2 separate regions of the Muntiacus reevesi genome follow, and region 1 is linked to region 2. Evidence: chromatin contacts called from public Hi-C data. All regions are on one chromosome and are shown on one strand. Each heading gives the region's core, a stretch centred on a gene start, on an enhancer-like site or on the middle of the called end of the contact. The rest is flanking DNA. Distances are from core to core; before and after follow the strand shown. Region 1 holds the start of XRCC5 (X-ray repair cross complementing 5). Region 2 holds the start of SMARCAL1 (SWI/SNF related, matrix associated, actin dependent regulator of chromatin, subfamily a like 1).

Region 1 (5,659 bases), core at 2,926-5,425, 290 kb before region 2:
GTCACATTTTTTTCAGAGGTTAAGGAAACCAGTGAACAAGGCCCAGAGCAATCACGATTAGGACAAAGGTAAGATGCCCCTGTGGGATGGAGGAGAGTGGGGTTAGGGTAAGGAACAAGGGATACCTAGATGAAGTAGATGTAGTTGAGTGCACTTTAGTTGCGCGCGCCAGCTGGTGGACCCCATAGGTTCATAAAATCATTTCTAAAGTGTTCTGAGAGATATGGAGAAGTCTAAACTAGAGGAAGGAAAACTTCACCAAACAGACCCAAAGCAATCTCATCTCAGCTGTCAGCAAATGCCTAGAGAATTTTAGAGGAGAAACTAGAGAGTTAAATGCCTATTTGAACATTCTGTTAGCTCAGTTACATAATCTTTTTGGTAAGTATCAGGAAGGAGAACTATGCTTTCCAGTTGCTTTGCGGCCATAATATGCTGAGCTGGGTAAACCATATTTGATCCAGTATAGTAATACCAATGTTGCCAAGTCTTTTGGGGAGTGAGGGGGGCCACGCAGCATGTGGGATTTTAGTTCCCTGACCAGGAATCGAACTGTGCCCCCTGCAATGGAAGCACGGAGTTTCTTTTGTTTTGTTTTTAATTTATTTATTTTAATTGGAAGCTAATTACAATATTGTGGCGTTTTTTTGCCACATGAATCAGCCATGGGTGTACATGTGTTCCCCATCCTGAACCCACCTCCCACCTCCCTCCCCATCCCATCCCTCAGGGTCATCCCAGTGCACTAGCCCTGAGCACCCTGTCTCACGCATCAAACTTGGACTGGCGATCTATTTCACATATGATATTATACATGTTTCAATGCTATTCTCTCAAATCATCCCACCCTCGCCACAGAGTTCAAAAGTCTGTTCTTTACATGTGTCTCTTTTGCTGTCTTGCATATAGGGTCATTGTTATCATCTTTCTAAATTCCATATATATGTGTTAATATACTGTATTGGTGTTTTTCTTTCTGGCTTACTTCACTCTATAACAGGCTCCAGTTTCATCCACCTCATTAGAACTGATTCAAGTGCATTATTTTTTTAATGGCTCAATAATATACCATTGTATATATGTACCACAGCTTTCTTATCCATTCGTCTGCTGATGGACATCTAGGTTGTGGAATTGCGGAGTTTTAATCACTGGATCATCAGAAGTCCCCCAAGCCATCTAGTCCATCGACATGAAGTTGCCATCCTTCACTTCACTTCAAGTCCAGGGGGAACAAAATCTCCTTGGATTATGAGTATCCATGGTTTCCAATGAAACAAGGTTCTAAATCTTTAAAAGAACTAATTTTAGATGACGATTCATTGCATCATTGAGGGCCATCAAGGGGTTAAGGTTTACAGTGTTGTAAAAGATTAGTGGCCAAAATCAGAAATTTCCTCCTCTTTAATTACTAACATAAGCTTGTTGAAATACTTTCTAGGCCCAAGATGGAGCCACTCCTGCCTAGGTGCCACATCAGCAAACCAATATTTAGATCACTTTTGTGTCCCTTTAAATGCTCTGCTTGACCAGAAACGCAGTACAACTGTCCCTAGCATCAGTGGGGGATTGGATCTAGGACCTCTGGGGAGACCAAATTCCATGGATGCTCAAGTCCCTTATAAAATTGGTAGTAGAGTTGGTTCTTTACATCTGGATTCTGCATTGATTCAACGAACCAGGGGTTGAACTTGATCTGCAGTTGGTTGAACCTGTGATTGCCCAACCTATGGATGTGGTGGGCCAACTGTGTGTGTAAAAATCAGCCAACTCCCAGACAGCAAGCCAACTCTGAGCTCTATACTTATTTCCTTGTTCCTTCTCATTCCAAACAATGCTCATTATGTGGCCAACAGCTAATTAGATATTTTCTACTTTTCTCTTCCTTGTTGGTTATTATCTATCCATAGATATCTATCCCATAGAAGCTTCCTGCCTTTGTCCTATTTTGTGGTTCTTTGAATCTGTTTCAAAAAGTGTTAAAAAAAATCTATCACTGACATTGTCTTCTTTAATCATTTTTAACAAGCATTTTATGTCTTTTTAATGGCATTTAAAAATCACATCGACATGGTACATCACTGCTCACATCTTTCTGGGATATAAACTTATTTCATATCTGTACTTTGTTAAGATTTTCAACATATTTTTCCAATTGCCCATATAAACATCATTACACCTGTCAGAACACAAAACCTGCACATTTCAATTTTGTATAGTGTTCATAAATTCATCACTTATGTAGTTCATCACTTATCATATCAGAACAATATCAAACTCGAATACATTTCAGCAACTTAAATTGTAATTTCAAATTAAAAATTTTTTACTTGCCTTTGTTTACTCCAAAGGGAAGCTTAGTCTACAATACAGCAAGTGTTTAAAATATCCCTATTGTTTCAGTTATCTCTTGCTGTGTAACAGGTAAAATTTAACTGGATTAAAATAATAATCATTTGATTTATTTGCTCTAATTCGCAATTTGGGTGGAGCTTGATGGATATGAGTGGTCCATATCTCTATAATACGAATGAGAAAAAAGAAAGAGGGAAATAGAGGCTACACACAAGATAAAATCATGGACATACAGCATGGAGATTTCCTTCACCATGGTGAGTCACCAGTAATTATTTAACTGTCATACAAAAAAATACTTCAAGAATAATATTTCAGCCTTAAAAGAACTCCTTGAATCAACATCTAGGTGAACTTCCTGGACTCTAAAAGCACAATCTGAAAGTATCTGACTCTCTTGGCTTCGGTGTGTTTGTTATTTGGGTTCCCTCAAGATCCCTCCCTCCTCATGGCCTCCCCACATCTTTCCAGCTTCACATCTGCTTTTCTTAGGTCTGATTTTCAAGAAGATTGGACTTAATGTTCTAGGTTGGCAGACACTTGCAAGTTGCCAGATCCTTTGTCCAAGCAGCCGTCAGCCTGTGGGCCATTTGGTACAGAAAATAGCCTTTTCTGTGCAAGGTTCAACTTGGGCCTGCCTCCCTCAAAGGGGCTGCAGCCTGGACAGTTTCCCTTGAAAGCGGGTGGGGAGATCGTCAGGCACCATAATTGACAGCTGCCACTTCTAGAACATCTCCCTAGGTTCTTATTGAACTAAACCTCACTCCCCCTTTTCCAAACTAGGTATGTGCTAAGTCACTTCAGTCCTGTCTAGTTTTTGCAACCATATGGGCTAAGCCCATCAGGCTCCTCTGTCCATGGGATTCTCCAAGCAAGAATACTGAAGTGGGTTGCAATGCCCTCCTCCAGGGGATCTTCCCCACTCAGGGACTGAACCTGCCACTCTTATATCTCCTGCACTGGCAGACAGGTTCTCTACCACTAGCGCCACCTGTGAAGCACAGCGATACTCTGAAGTATGGGGAGATCCTTAGCAGACGCTGTTCATGCCTCCAGGCCTATATACATCCCACCTCCTCTTCAAGAAAAGATGCTGTTTCCACTTTTGATTACCTGAAAAACTACTTTTCTTTCAAGAATTGGTTCTAAGGTCATCGCATCTGCTGTCTTTCCTTATCCTTCTTGTAAGAAGAAACAGAATTTTAGGGAAGTCAACCGACTTTCTGGATTCATGTTCATATACAAGGAGATCTAAGTCCAGATCTCTGACACTAGACGCTGTGTTATTTTCAATGTGAGAAAAGGAGAGTGACTCTTTCAAAGTAGAGATTCCTATTTACCTGATTCTAGAAATTTGGGAAGTTCGAAGACCAAAATCCCTTCAGTTCAGTTCAGTCGCTCAGTCGTGTCCGACTCTTTGCAATCCCATGGACTGCAGCACACCAGGCCTTCCTGTCCATCACCAACTCCCGGAGTTTACTCAAACTCATGTCCATTGAGTCGGTGTAATCTCATCCTCTGCAACCCTTCTCCTCCCTTCTTCAATCTTTCCGAGCATCAGGGTCTTTTCAAATGAGTCAGTTCTTCGCATCAGGTGGCCGAGGTATTGGAGTTTCAGCTTCAGCATCAGTCCTTTCAATGAATACTCACGACTGATTTCCTTAAGTCCCTTAAAGTGAAAGTGAAAGTGAAGTCGTGTCCGGCTCTTTGCGACCCCACGGACTGTATAGCCTACCACGCTCCTCCGTGCGTGGTCACTTAACCAGGGGACAAGCGCAGTGAATCCGCGCATGCCCAGAGTGTCGGCGCACGATTTCCCCGCCCCCTTCGGCCTCCGCGGGAAGCGGCTTTTCCTGCAACACTCCAGCCACTCCAGCTCCGAGTCCGGCGGAACTGAATTTCCACGCCGGAGGTTCCCGCTCGGAAGAGGCGGCCGAGGCGCTTGTGGGGCAGCAGCATGGCGCGGTCGGGGAGTAAGGTAGAAAGATCAGTAGGCTTGGGCCTATGTCTGTGCTCGGGGTCCGGAAAGGGTGGTTCGGAAGCAGGAATCATGGGATCCCGGCGGTGCCAAGGAGTGAGGAGGGGAGTTCCGGTTGGCGGGCTGATTGAGCGGTGCGCTGTGAGAGAGACTGGGCATTTGGAGTGTGAAAAAAAGGGAATTTAAGCCTCGCCCACTCCCCACCCCCGCCGCCTCCTCAGTCTTTCCGTGCTCACTGTATCGCCCCCGGTCCTCATCCTGTCCCCATCCCACTCCGACCTCCCCTCGGTACCTCTCCATCTCCAGCCTGCCGCCAACTCCTGCATTACTTCTGAATCTGGTTTTTAAAAATCTGTGAGGATGGACGTTAGTTATGGTGAGCACCAATCCCACAGACTCGTAAAACATCAGAGAGGGATTGCAAGTGAAATAATTTGCAATGTAAAACATCCTTATTGTTTAGACGCTAAGCCGCGTCTAACTCTTTTGCAACCCCATGGACTGTAGCCCGCCAGGCTTCTCTGTCCCTGGGATTTCCCAGGCGAGAATGCTGGAGTCAGTTGCCATTTCCTTCTCCAGAGGATCTAACCAACCCAGAGATCACAGCCACCTGGGAAGCCCCGTTCTATTACTACCTCTATAGTAATCGAATATCAAATATTTTGCATTTATTGAAAGCTTACTCTGATGAAGCACTGATCTAAAGCCTTTATTCCTGTCTGTCTTAATCTTCACCACAAGCCCAGGAGTTGAAAGTTTTTTCTCCTTTACAGTTGAGAAAAGCAAAGCTTAAAGAAAGTGATTAGCCCCAAGGTCACCCAGCCCATAAGCGGTAGAATCCGAATTTGAACACAAGCTCTCTGCTCTCAGAGCTCTGGAGAATGTTTCTCTTGCTAGAAATCGATGGTTCTCAGTGACCCAGGTTAATAACATATGATGATGAATTTTTTAAATAGTGTTTTCAGTATAGGCAGAAAGTGGTACTTGTCTCTGAGGGATCACTAGAGGTAGGTGTATTCGGAGGAGTTGTTTATTCGTGTATCCATCTGTAATCTCAAGAACTAGGCCCTTTATTAGGCAACTGGTATACAGATAGGAGTTGGAGCAGGTGGTCTCTAGTGTCCTCCTCCCCAGAGGAAAATACTGATTAAAATGGTTATAAACATATGCCACGCGCACCTCCTTTATTCCTTTCAGCTGCTGAAAACTTTCAGCTCTAATAAAGCAGATGTTTATAGCAGGTGGACTTGTAGCAAAATTCTAATACTTGCTTCAGTGTTTAAATGAGGGGGGGGCACTATGCTGCTCTTTTTTCTTTTTCCTGGT
Region 2 (6,330 bases), core at 3,134-5,633:
AAAACTCCCTTCCCAAAGGACTGTCGAACCCTCGCTAGGGGATCAGAAACAGGGAAGGGGTAAGCCCAGTTCCTGCATCACTAGCATGTAAGCTCCAGGGAAAGGGCTGCAGTAGGTACCCAGACATACTGCGAGGCAAGGGCAAGCATGCAACAGCTACTTATATATTTAACTAGTGTCAGAAAAAGTCCTGCGGTGGAACTGATGCTCCCCATTCCAGCCCAACCTCTGCCTGACCCTTGCTGTTAGGCACCGCTAAATCCTCTGGGTGTTTTCACAACACACAAAGGTGCTGTCTGAACCTGCAGCTGGTCTGGCCTCTGTCTCCTCATTTGCAAAACCAGAGAGTCTAATTCCAGCTTTAAAATTCCGTGACAATGTATTTGTGAGTCATGACGTATCTACACTATCAATGCATTTGATTCACTGCTCACAGATACAAAAGGGGTGGACAGTTTTTATGGTTTGTTGGATAAGATATAGGACCCTCAGTTAAATTAAAATTTCAGATAAATAATAGCTTTTAAATAAAAGCATGTCCCATGCACTATTGGGGACAAATATTTGGGACATTTGCTAAATCTGACAATTTTAGTTATTTGTCTTCTATCCTCCAAATAATGTAATCTTTTGGAGGAACAGGAAGTGGATCTTATCGCTGGAATCCCTTATAATTGTGTCTGTCAGATTTTTGGATTTCACAGACTAAATATTATTGGGTATTTCTGAAAGGAAAACTAATTTTGCTAAACGAAGACATTTATGACATTCTTCACTTTCCTAAAGAAAAACCAGTTAAACTTTTAAAAACTATTGGGCTGGCCAAAAAGTTCATTCGGATTTTCCTGCGCTATCCTGAATGAACTATTGGTCAACCCAAAACAAAATGAGCCTTCAAGCCATTTTATGTAATTTTATGTAATTATATAAATCATTAAAAAAATTACTTTACAAGCTACTTATCACATTTTCCTTTTATTTGTGTGCATATAAGGCAACCAGGCAATGTTTCAAACCAGCGGATGCTGCCCAGCTGACGGGTGTTTGCGAGTTTTAGCTGTGTAGTGTTCATTTGATGGCCTTGCACAATGTTTGTTTTTTTTTTTTTTTCGCTGTAGCTTCGAGGAAGCTCTGAGTCAATTGGAGCTCAGCTTCCACAACTACTCTCACCTCTCCCTCTCATCTTTGCCTCCCATGTTTTCCTCCAGGCCTTTAAGATCTCTTCAGTGAATGAATTTTTACTATAAGTTGCCTGAAGAACTTTGGAAGTACAGAAATTTAAACAAAGAAGCCTTGCATATAACAGTACTCAATCAGTGGTGCTGTTGACAAAGCAGATGTGAACACTGAGTGGTGTTTGATTAGTTTACTTTCTGAAGACAATTTTTTTAAACCGAATTCTTATTCTAAGTTCCTATTCTTAGAATTTTAGAATGTTTGCACTAGAACAGTAAGCACATCTTTTAGTTAATCTAGACTTCCCAAATTGGGATTTGATCCCATGAATCTATAGGAGTATTAGAACCCAAGCTCCACTGGTTCCCATGCTTGCTTAGCACACATCAAAGGGCAACATGGCATTTTACAAGTGAGCCAACTGCCAAGGGCAGTGACTGTCGTATGAATGGGTGGCAGACGTGTGTGAAGTGCCCAGCGCCCAGCTTTTTAGCAAATTAACTGACTCTGTTGGGGGACAGGAAGGGCAGGGAAAGATGTTCATTCATTTCTGCTCACGCTACATAGTAGGAAATGGCTTCTGGGTATAAGTAATGAAAGATCTAAGAAGATATTTGAAGGCAGGAGGAGAAGGGGACAACAGAGGATGAGATGGTTGGATGGCATCACCAACTCAATGGACATGAATTTGAGCAAGCCCAGGAGTTGGTGATGGACAGGGAAGTCTGGCGTGCTGCAGTCCACGGGGTTGCAAAGAGTCAGACACGACTGAGCGACTGAACCGAAGAAGATATATCTCAAATAATAGCAACGTCTCTCTCCCATCTGTTCTGAGATTTCACAGTTCCCTAAGTACTTCTCTTGTATTTTCTCAATTTGATCCTTACCACAATAAGATTTAGCAAGGTGGTACTGTTTTCATGGGAAATAGATGGGGAAACAGTGGAAACAGCATCAGACTATTTTTGGGGGCTCCAAAAGCACTGCAGATGTTGATTGCAACCATGAAATTAAAAGACGCTTACTCCTTGGAAGGAAAGTTATGACTAACCTAGATAGCATATTAAAAAGCAGAGACATTACTTTGCCAACAAAGGTCCGTTTAGTCAAGGCTATGGTTTTTCCAGTGGTCATGTATTGATGTGAGAGTTGGACTGTCAAGAAAGCTGAGCACTGAAAAATTGATGCTTTTGAACTGTGGTGTTGGAGAAGACTCTTGAGAGTCCCTTGGACTGCAAGGAGATCAAACCAGTCCATCCTAAAGGAGATCAGTCCTGGGTGTTCATTGGAAGGACTGATGCTGAAGCTGAAACTCCAGTACTCTGGCCACCTCATGCGAAGAGTTGACTCATTGAAAAAGACCCTAATGCTGGGAGGGATTGGGGGCAGGAGGAGAAGGGGATGACAGAGGATGAGATGGCTGGATGGCATCACCGACTTGATGGACATGAGTTTGAGTAAGCTCCGGGAGTTGGTGATGGACAGGGAGGCCTGGTGTGCTGCGATTCATGGGGTTGCAGAGTTGGACATAACTGAGTGACTGAACTGAACTGAACTGTTTTCTTACTGTAACTTTACAGATGAGGAAATACAGGTAGGGTCACTGTGTTGACTTGGCCAATGAAAGGGGTGGAGCTGAGATTTGAACACTATCTAGCGCTGAACTTCACTCAAGGCCTGTAAGACAGGCCAACGCCTTTGTCATTTAAAAAACCTGGTTAACTGTTTCAAATGTCCACAAGTTCTATATGATTATTTTAAGAAAATTCAAGTAATTCAGGAAATTCTAGATTAAAAAGTAGACTAGTGTACCCCATCCTCCCTTGGTTGTGAACTGAGTTTACGCACACTGACAGGTAAGGATTTTTTTTTTAATGGATCAAACTATACGCATTGATGTGCTTTGCTTTCCTTAACAATACTTCTTAGTCGTTTTTCCAGATCCTTAAGTAAAGATCTACCTGTTTGTTTTTAAATGTGCCGTGTTTGAAAACAGAATAGCAATATTTATGTGTACAGTGATGATAGGGGAATATTGTATTTACCAACAATATTCAATAGTGGAGTTGATTATGGAATGAAAATGGGGCTCACACTGGTGCTCAGAAATGGGGTAAACTGACTCTGATAGTGTCAGGTTACTAATTTTCTCTCAAAAGTGTGGGCTCCAGAGTCAGAACCACAAATAGGCTAATAAGGCTTTGAAAAAGTTATCCAGTAGCTGTTCTGTAAAAGCGGGATACAAATACTGTGTGTTCCTTAAAATTGGAGTGAGGATTAAATGAGATAATTCAGATTAAATGCTCAGCAGAACGACTGAAGATGAAGATGAAAAGGATGATTATGACAATGACAGTGATGACAATGTTAATTCTCTTTGGGTTCAAGAAGGTCAGGTCAGCGTTGGAACAGCAGGTGATGCTTAAATTGCAAAGTTATCAATATCAGGAACGGGCCCTCCAGGGTTACCAAATCCGACTGTCCGTCTCTCCATGTTACTATGAGATTAACCACAGATGCAGTATCTTTGACTTGTCAAATGAAATTCTTGTGTTAATATGATGTTGTACATTTTGCACAGCTCATACTGCTTCCTTCCTGGGTGCTACTAAAAATAAGGAAGAACATGGAAAAAAAAAACAACCCACAACTCTGATAGTTCTTCACAGTAAGACTTCAGTTTTGGAAACCTCAACAACTCAGGTTTAATGATCCAGAGTTTGGTGAAACCTTTCAGGGAACTGTTGTTTTGCAATTGCTCAGTCGTGTCTGACTCTCTGGGACCCCACGAACTGCAGCATGCCAGGCTTCCCTGTCCTTCACCGTCTCCCAGAGCTTGCTCAAACTCATGTCCATCCAGTCTGTGATGCCATCTAACCATCTCGTCCTCTGTCGTCTCCTTCTCCTCCTGCCTTCAATATTTCCCAGCATCAGGGCCTTTCCTAATGAGTCTGCTCTTCCCATCAGGTGGCCAAAGTATTGGCGCTTCAGCTTCAGCATCAGGGACACCAGGACTACAATTCCCAGGGTGGACCGTTTCCACCCCGCCCATGACGTTGCGTCTCTCCGAATTCACACCAGGCTCCTAGTTCAAACTACAAATCCCAGAAGGCCCTGCAGTACCGCTTCGGCCTCCCGCCTCCTGAACTCTTCACTTTTTCAAAAGCGCAATTCGGGCCGCCTTGCCCACTGGGAAATGTAGTTCCTCGGTGAGCGACCCTGCCACTAACACTACCTCTCAGGCCAGGGAACTGAAACAAGGCGAGCGAACTGGCAAGCACCCGAGTACCTGCGCCTAATCGGTCACCGGAAGAGCAACCTGGCTCGGGAGGGCCTTGCAGACGCGCCTGGGTTCGGGGTCTGGCGCGAATGAAGCTCGCAGTCTAGGTCTCAGCCGGCGGGAAGGTAAACCGGGAGGAAGGCGGCGGAGAAGGACGCGACCACAGACCAGCATGGAGCAGGGAGTGGCCAACGGAAAGGGTGAATCCAAGTGGAGATGATAGGGGTGGGAATGGCGCCTCCGTCCTTCCAAGTCTGGGGGGAGATGCGCGCCCCCAAAATGGGGTGGAACCCAGGTCCTAGCGAAAAGAAGAGGGGCCTCCGTGTAGTGGGACGGCTTTATGGTTTGGGGCTGATCAATGGGACCTCATCCCCCGGCCTCGTCTCCCCTGGCTAGTGGAGGCAGCGCGCCAGGCCTTGGCCCTGGAGGATTTGGGGCCGCGGCAAAGCCCTGGATGGCAAGTTTAGGCAGGAGTGTTATGCTCAGGGAACCTGAGAACTTGAGCGGTGCCCCGGGAACAAAGCCTTTCTCTAACCCCTTCCTAACTGTTGGCAGTTGGGGGAAGTGGGAGGCCCCTGGGGACAGATGTTTGGGGGTTCTGGTCAAAGACAGTGGCAGGAAGAAGGAAACCTTTTTAACCCTAGGCCCTTCTCAGAGTACCCCACCCGTACCCCCTTGTCATCACTGTAAACATTACGTGGCCCATTGAGAGTCGACTCTATTCTGAATCAAGCCAGAGAAGTTGGTGTCAAGCGCCTGGGCTTAGAATATTGTAAAAGTGGCTCAGCCCTTGGAAAAAGGACCTAAGTAAATTAATCGGGGGAAAAAATCAGGCTTGGGATACAGGATAGTTTGTAAAAGATCCTGCTGTGCTGTGCTTCCGTTGTGTCCCACTCTTTGTGAACCCAAGGGCTGTAGACCATCAGGCTCCTCTGTCCGTGGGATTCTCCAGGCGAAAATACCTGCGTCTCTTAGGGCTCTTCTTTGGCAGGTGGGTTCTTTACCACCCTTCCAGGGGCTCTTCCCAACCCAGGTCTCCCACATTGCAGGTGGATTCTTTACCATATGAGCCACCAGGGAAGCCCAGGATACTGGAGTGGGTTATCTATCCCTTCTCCCAGGGATCTTCCCAGCCCAGGAATAGAACTGGAGTCTCCCTGGTGGCTCAGCTGATGAATCCTCCTGCAATGTGGGAGACCTGGGTTCAATTCCTGGGTTCAGTCCCTGGGTTGGGAAGATCCCCTGGAGAATGGAACAGCTACCCACTCCAGTATTCTGGCCTGGAGAATTCCAGGGACTATATAGTCCATGGGGTTGCAAAGAGTCGGACAAGACTAAGCGACTTTCACTTTTCTTTACCACTAGCGCCACCTGGGAAGCCCATATAATTTGTAGTAAATTTGTCTATTTCCAAAGTACAGGACCTGTATCTAAGGATATGGATAGAAAAAAAGAATTATACTGTACTCTATGAACAGTAGCTGGCTTTCCTGGTGGCTTGGTGGTAAATAATGTTGCCTGCCAATGCAGGCGATGCAAGAGACACAGGTTTGATCCCTGGGTGGGGAAGATCCCCTGGAGAAGGAAATGGCAACCCACTCCAGTATTCTTGACTGGGAAATCCCATGGACAGAGGAGCCTGGCGGGCTGCCATCCATGGGGTCACAGGAGTTGGACACAATTTAACGACTAAACCACCACCAATGAACAGTGGTTATTGATGGATGATGAGATTACAGATTAATTTTACTCTTTTTTTTACATCTATATGTAGCATCTGGATTTGAAAAATGAGCATGTATTACTGTTTTCACCTTACTTTTCCAAGAGTCACTTGTTGCTCCTTGGTCGTGGGTTTACCACCTGCAGATTGC

What was found. A called contact is a pair of places that touch in the nucleus more often than the background predicts.
Region 1: a Hi-C map of blood shows a contact between it and region 2, with 4 times the contacts expected there. The contact joins the promoter of XRCC5 here to the promoter of SMARCAL1 in region 2. A contact is called at or near these places in 2 of 3 Hi-C or Micro-C datasets (blood and muscle).

Annotation. Positions count from the first base shown.
Region 1 is chr3:132,352,303-132,357,961 of mMunRee1.1, reverse strand. It overlaps XRCC5 (X-ray repair cross complementing 5), which reads left to right and starts at 4,175. Exons shown (of 21, transcript XM_065930620.1): 1 at 4,175-4,333. The coding sequence starts at 4,313.
Region 2 is chr3:132,065,810-132,072,139 of mMunRee1.1, reverse strand. SMARCAL1 (SWI/SNF related, matrix associated, actin dependent regulator of chromatin, subfamily a like 1) reads left to right here and starts at 4,383. Exons shown (of 18, transcript XM_065930618.1): 1 at 4,383-4,581.